Regions from separate parts of the Hordeum vulgare genome. Here region 1 is linked to region 2. Evidence: chromatin contacts called from public Hi-C data. All regions are on one chromosome and are shown on one strand. The core of a region is the stretch at or near the end of the contact, and the rest is flanking DNA. Distances in the headings are between cores, read along the strand shown. Region 1 holds the start of LOC123429591 (RNA-binding protein 39-like). Region 2 holds the start of LOC123429570 (DNA polymerase epsilon catalytic subunit A-like).

Region 1 (3,403 bases), core at 81-2,580, 980 kb after region 2:
CGGCGGCGGCTCTCCCGCCGCGGTGGATTGGCGGATCCGGGGGAGCCGGTGCGGCGGCTCGGTAGAAGAGGGCAGGGGCGCCCCGGCGGCGCGATTCAACCCGCAGATTTGGCAAAATCGCCGGCGGCGGACTGGCGGAACCAATGGCCGGGCGGCGGCGGAAGGGGGTGGGGAAAGGGCACGGGTCCGCCCCGCCAACCGTTTCCCTGGGATACAGGGCACCGTATAGGCGAGGCGGAAACCTGTGTTTTCGCGGGTCGGGGAGGGGATTTTGCCGCGCCCCGCAAAAAAAATTACGGGCCGGACGCGTTTGCGGGGTCTGGTTTGCGGGGTCTGGTCTGGCAGCATTTTCCGCCCCGTATTTTGGCGGCTATTTTGCGGGTCAGGCATTATACGGGGTCTGCTAGAGATGCTCTTACACCACACAATTTTTTATCTAACACAAACAAATATGAGTAAAAAATCTCACAGGGATAAAGTATGCTCATTCTCTGGAACAAAAATTTACAGTGATGTCGTAGGAATTTCACAGGACACCAAACAGGGCCAATGGATTTCTGCCTAGAAAATTAACCTCCATATTCCAAGAGCGATAGTACTAGGGGATTGTACCTGAAATCACGGTCTCTGTAGTCACGGTGGCGGTCGCTGCGTTCACGCTCCCGCTGGAGCTCCCTCACCATCTCCTCCTCCTCCCCACGGCGCCGCTCTGAGCGGCTACGGCTCCTCCGCTCCCTCCCATTTTCCCTCTCCATAAGCCTGTCCCTACCCTCCCGCTCCTTTTCCCTAACCTTCTCACGGTCGCGGCTGCCATCCTTCTCCCTGACCTTCTCTCGGTCCCGGCTCTCTTCCTTCTCCCTAACCTTCTCAGGGTCGCGGCTCTCATCCTTCTCCCTAACCTTCTCTCGGCTGCGGCCCCCGTCCTTCTCCCTAACCTTCTCGCGGTCGCGGCCCTCGTCCTTCTCCCTAACCTTCTCGCGGTCGGCCTTCTCCTTCCCGTCTTCCCGGTCGCGGTGCTCACGGCCGCTGCGGTGCCGCTCGCGGTCTTCTCCCGAGCGAGGACGCTTCGATCCGCGCTCCTCTTGGTCGCGACCGCCGCCGCCGGCGGTGGAGGAGCGGCGGCGCGAGCTGCGGTCCTTCTCACCCCCACCGTTGGTTGAGGGGACTGACGGCTCGACTGCCTTCTCCAAGTAGTCGTACTCGTCAAAGTCCATGGCGGTGGGGGACTGGATGGGGGAGGAAGCGGAAACCCTAGACGGCGACTCCACGAGAGGAACGAGGGAAACAAAAGCTACAAAAACCCTAGAGGGATTGGGCCGCTAGTCTTTGCTACGAATACAGAAGCCACGACAAGGTACTATCAAAATGGAATGGCCAGTAGTACTAGCCGCCCATCGGCCGGACCATTTTTAACCATTGGATTACAGCGCTGATGGCCGTTAGATAAAACTAGGGACCTGTTTGGTTCATGGCTAAGCTTGTCATAACTAAATTTAGGCAAAATGTGGCTGTCATAAAGGTGTGGATAACAAAATGATCACCACAAGTGTGATAAAATTTGACAAAAAGTTGAGCCTATGACATGTGAACTATATAACTAGAAAAGTGTGGCAAGCCACAGGTATGACAATGAACCAAACACATGTCTTAAATGTTGTGGCATGACTAAGGTTAGGCGTCGCAACCTTAGGTTGGGAACCAAACAGACCCTAGATCGGTATCATGCCAAGGTGCAAGGATGTCGGTCCTAATAACATGTTCAAACGGATAAAGGTCTCATGATGGTTGCACTATTTCTGAATTTATTTCAGGATTTTCGGCGATCTACATTCAATGGAAATAGACGTTCACGTCGACAACGAGGTGTGTACGATAAATCTCAAGATGATATGTCGGTTCAATCTCTCGAAGATGCTCATAAAGATAGTGTGTGCATATGTACGTTCATAGATGTGAGTGTATGCGCGTATATATGAGCGCTTGCATTTGTACTACGAAAAAAACATGTTGCATTAGTAGAAAGACAAGTTTAGCATTTTTTTAGGCGGCTGCTACAAATCTGTCGGCTGATTTGTTTCAATCGTAAGCCGTCTCAGTAGTCGTCTGATCGTACGAGCCCCCACCGTTCGATTAAGTCCCGGCACCGCACCACCTGAGCAGCAGCGCACCGACGCCCTTCGTAGCATCTGGATTGTTGCATTGAAATGGTAAGAAAGAACAGACAAGTCCCCACCTGAACCCCCGCGGATCACGGGCGGCGATGCGACCTGCGGCGACTTCACCCTCCCGCCTGCCAACCTCTGTCGTCATTCCGCCCCTGCTCCACCGGCAGATCTCTCTCGCGTGCAGCGAATCGCGGTATGGGAGCCCCCCCCCCTCTCGACTGTTTGGACCATCATGACACGACACATCTATAAAGACATGCTTGCTTCAACTTCAACTTTTGCTCAAAGATCCGATGGATCCTGCTACAGAAATCCAACCATGTTCTTCCCAGAAAATCCGACCTACGGTTTCTATGCAAATTCGGTGAGTTCCTCTGTAAATATATCTTGTGTTGCAATGTCGTTGTGCAAAATTAACCTTCTGCTGTCAAAAATATGAAGCAATGCTTGTGATTCCCTGGTTTTTTAACTTGAGCATGGTAGTCTCCGCTCAGAAAATAAATCACTAGGGTGTTGTGAAAATGTTCAGAAAATGTGTGTTACAATGATGTATCATTGTCCTATAATGTGTGTGTGTTACAATGCTGTAAAAATGTCTTGAATTTGTATCCTTGTCCTACAACGTGTGTGTTAAAAATGTTCAGAATTTTCAGCCTTAAAATTTCAGAAAAGTTCATGTCGAAAAGTTCAGCTCATGTTGTATTGGAACAAGAAAACTAAAATAATTGACTTGATGTTTAAAAAGATTCAGTTTATGCTCCTATGAGACATAAAGAGTGTGTTGTCTTAATGTTTCCAATATTACAGATGGAGACATTTGGTTGCAATAGAAATAGATATTGTTGATGAAACTATTGTTGAATAAGAAAATTCAGAAACCATTGTTTCATATTGAAGATGATTTTTAGGATGTTCAATTACAAATGGAGTAACAAAAAAGAAAAAATGACTTTTGTAAGAACTGGTAACGCCATGCTTCACATAGCTTATGTCATGTAACAAAATAATTAGTATTACAGAGCATTTGCATGTTGTTAAAAAGTACTGATGTATGCATGTTATTCTTGATGGCTTTTTTGTAGGATGCTCATGATGGGACAACGACTCAACATAGGTACGCGACACATGGCTTTGTAACAAAAACATGAACGAATTCACATGCTGGACTCAACTCAACCGCTGCAATGTATGACTGTGATGACGAGGAAGAAGAGATTTCATCGCAGCCACTTATGTCA
Region 2 (3,105 bases), core at 496-2,995:
CTTATGGGAGATGTAAATTTTACATCTCCTGCTTTTACATCTCCAAATTTGCATCTTCTGTTGGAGATGCTCTTAACACATTGCAACTAGCTTGTCCATTGGTTCAATTTAAGTAAATTTAGGTGACGCACTTAGCGTGTGAACCTCAGTCTACTGTAACAAGCAACTAAGGTAAGAAAAAGGACAGCTACTGAATCTGAACATAGAACCAAACTCATCACAATTATTGCATTTTCTGATGCATACAAAAGGATATACTGAATTAAGGATGCATATTAAGGGACGTACAAGATCCAGATCCTCTTTTTCAATTATTTCTATATCAGCGATTTCCCCTTCATAACGTCGCCTGAGATATGCCTCAACTTCCAACTCCGTCTTCTCCTGAACATTTCAATTCACAAAAATAGAATATCAGACAAGGAACAGATTCATCAGGAAAGTTCACAGAAATATTGTGACTTTGTGACATCTATACTTTGATGGGATACGAGAACAGATCCCTCAGAAAATCTTAAGCTCACCTTAGTTGCAGCATAAAAATAAGGTGGGAACTTGTACTTCACTTTAAATGTAGAACCATCCTGCACAAAAGCATAAACAATTAGACATGGCAAGTCAAACAGTGTTTTTTTGGGGGGCAAGAAGGTCAAACAGTGTTAGTGTAGTTGCGCTTTGTTTACCTGGGACACAAAGTACAGGTCAACACAGCTGTAGATTTTCCCTGTATCCTCGTCCTCCCATGATGACTGCAGGTGTTATTGCAGTGTAAGAAATCACATAAGAAAGCCTATTTTATCAGTTAAAATATGGCAGCAGCATTATGCGTGCTTTTCAGATATTTTATCAGTTAATTCACTTGTATAATGCACAAAATTTTGCTTTGAAAAATAGTTGTTCATTCTTGTGGAACCATGGAAATTCTGCAGCTTCAAGTAATTTCATTGTTACTTTAAGTTGCTGTCAGAGACGACATTTCACTATACCGACAGTAGAAGCAGACTCACCACTCAACACTGTGGACTTGAAGTACAAAAAAATAGATAATGGAAGTAAACAATTCCTTCCATGATTTCACACTCTGCATTACCTGGGTGGTCTACACACCCTACTGATCTGTCAATTTCTCAAGCGACTGCGCTTGAAATGAGAAGTACTTCTTCCGTAATGAAATATAAGAGCGTTTAGATCACTATTTTAGTGATCTAAATGATTTTATATTTGTTTACAGAGGCAGTATTTAACAGACTCTGCAGACAGCTGCTAATTCCATAATACGGTCGACGCGAAATTGAAGCTAGAGCGGCGGGATCTAGAGGGAACTCACGGGGGAGAAGGTGAGGAGCCAGCCAAGCCGGCGGTCGCCTTGGGTGTAGGGCGCGAAGCCAAGCCGGCCCTCGAGGAGTTCCTCCGCGCCCAGCCGTAGCCGCTGCTCCTTTGCCGCCGAAGATCCAGACCTCCGACCGCCCCAGCTGCCGCCGCCGCCGCCGCCACCGCCACCGCCGCCTCCACCTCCTCCGGCCGACGGTCTCCGTCGCCGGCCATCACCGCCGCTCATGCTCGGCTGCCCTCGGTAAGCTGGGGAGAGGGGGGGTCGCCGGCCGGGATGGAGCTTCTTGAATGGCGGAGGGAACGGGCTGGACCAGGGGCGCCAGCGAACGGCGAGAGGCGCTGTGGCGGCGGGGAGACGGGGATTGGAGCGAACCGCGCGATGGGGTTTGCGACGTGAGTTTTTTTTTTCCTTTTTTTTTCTGGAGGAGGCGCGTATTTGGCCGCGCTGCCGTTTTGGTTTTTGGCGGGCTACTTTTCCTTTTTTCCCGCTTCCTAACCACCGCACGTGCAATCCCTACTCCTTCCCTTAGCAGGCCTTGGCCCAGCAGATTTTAATTCGAAACTATTCCCAAAATCCGAAATCACTAGTCAGGAAGTACACCTCGCAACGGTTAGGCGGGGTGTATCCTTCACGCGACAAGTGTCGCGTTCTGAGCGCGTTGGAGACCTTTCAACAGTGCTCCGCGCGTGACACTTGTCGCGCAGGGAAGAGTCCCGTTATTTCTGGTTTTCGTTTTTCTGGTTTTCCCTTTTTGCAATTAAGCCCCTGAACAATTTAGGTTTTCTAATAATCCTTCGATCTATTTGTTCAGATTTGCTTCGTCCCGTCTCGCGACCGACGTTCGCTACCGTCATTCGTTCCGTTGTGATCGTCCTGCCGGCGTACGTCCCGTTGTGGCCGTGTTGTGGCCGTGTTGTGGCCGTGTTGCGGCCGTGCGTCTCGCTGTGGTTGTCCTGCCGGCGTCCGTCCCGGTGTCGTGACCTTTTCCGTCGTGGTCGTGTCGGTGTGGTTGTCCCTAGTAAATCGCCCTGTTGTTTCCTGTTTTCCTGTTTTCGTTTTTCCCATTATATTTCCGGGAAATTGAGATTTCAGGGGAAATTACGGGTGGGGCTTCCAACACGATCAAATGTCAACTTTCAATTCTGATGTGGAATGAGTTCTTATTGATCACCGTTCTTTTGTAGGTAATGGCTTGCCCCTTTTGCCGAGTTGTAGGTGGTTGTCGGGATCCCGATCCTAAGTCATAGGAATCCAGCCTGTAACACATCGCATCTCTTTGCGGTCTCACGCACGGTTAACCCCACGGCTGCAAGCTTACCTTAGCCGGGACCGTTTGCGCCTTTTGACTCGCGTATGCACTTGTGTCGCTAGCAATCCGATGACAAAGACCCGGATCGACATGTCTAGTCATAAACCAAAGTGGCAGTTCCGCACAGGGACAGGCATACATGACCCAGCAAAGCAGGTGTCGGTCACCAGCGAATGTAGACGAGTAGTAGCAAGCTACAAGGACTGCATTACATCGCGTAACATTTCCCCAAGGGGATAGACACAGCAGCTAAGAAGGACACACGTCGGTCAACCAATGTGTCCGGAGCAGTAGCGAGCTACCATGGCTCGTTGGATCACAAAGGGGCATTTCCCTGTAAGGAATGCTACTAAAGTCTACGGCTAGGTAATCGAACCCCATACATATCAAGTAAGACACACGTACGCATGGCATACCGATATGTATAGATACATCGATGGCATCACAACATAACCATAAACAT

The links. A called contact is a pair of places that touch in the nucleus more often than the background predicts.
Region 1: a contact with region 2 is called in a Hi-C map of leaf, with 8 times the contacts expected there. The contact joins the promoter of LOC123429591 here to the promoter of LOC123429570 in region 2. A contact is called at or near these places in 4 of 6 Hi-C or Micro-C datasets (leaf and seedling).

The regions. Positions count from the first base shown.
Region 1 is chr1H:235,657,682-235,661,084 of MorexV3_pseudomolecules_assembly, forward strand. LOC123429591 (RNA-binding protein 39-like) reads right to left here and starts at 1,331. Exons shown (of 13, transcript XM_045113621.1): 1 at 613-1,331. The coding sequence starts at 1,214.
Region 2 is chr1H:234,680,166-234,683,270 of MorexV3_pseudomolecules_assembly, forward strand. It overlaps LOC123429570 (DNA polymerase epsilon catalytic subunit A-like), which reads right to left and starts at 1,746. Exons shown (of 49, transcript XM_045113602.1): 1 at 1,328-1,746; 2 at 684-749; 3 at 525-584; 4 at 289-384. The coding sequence starts at 1,558.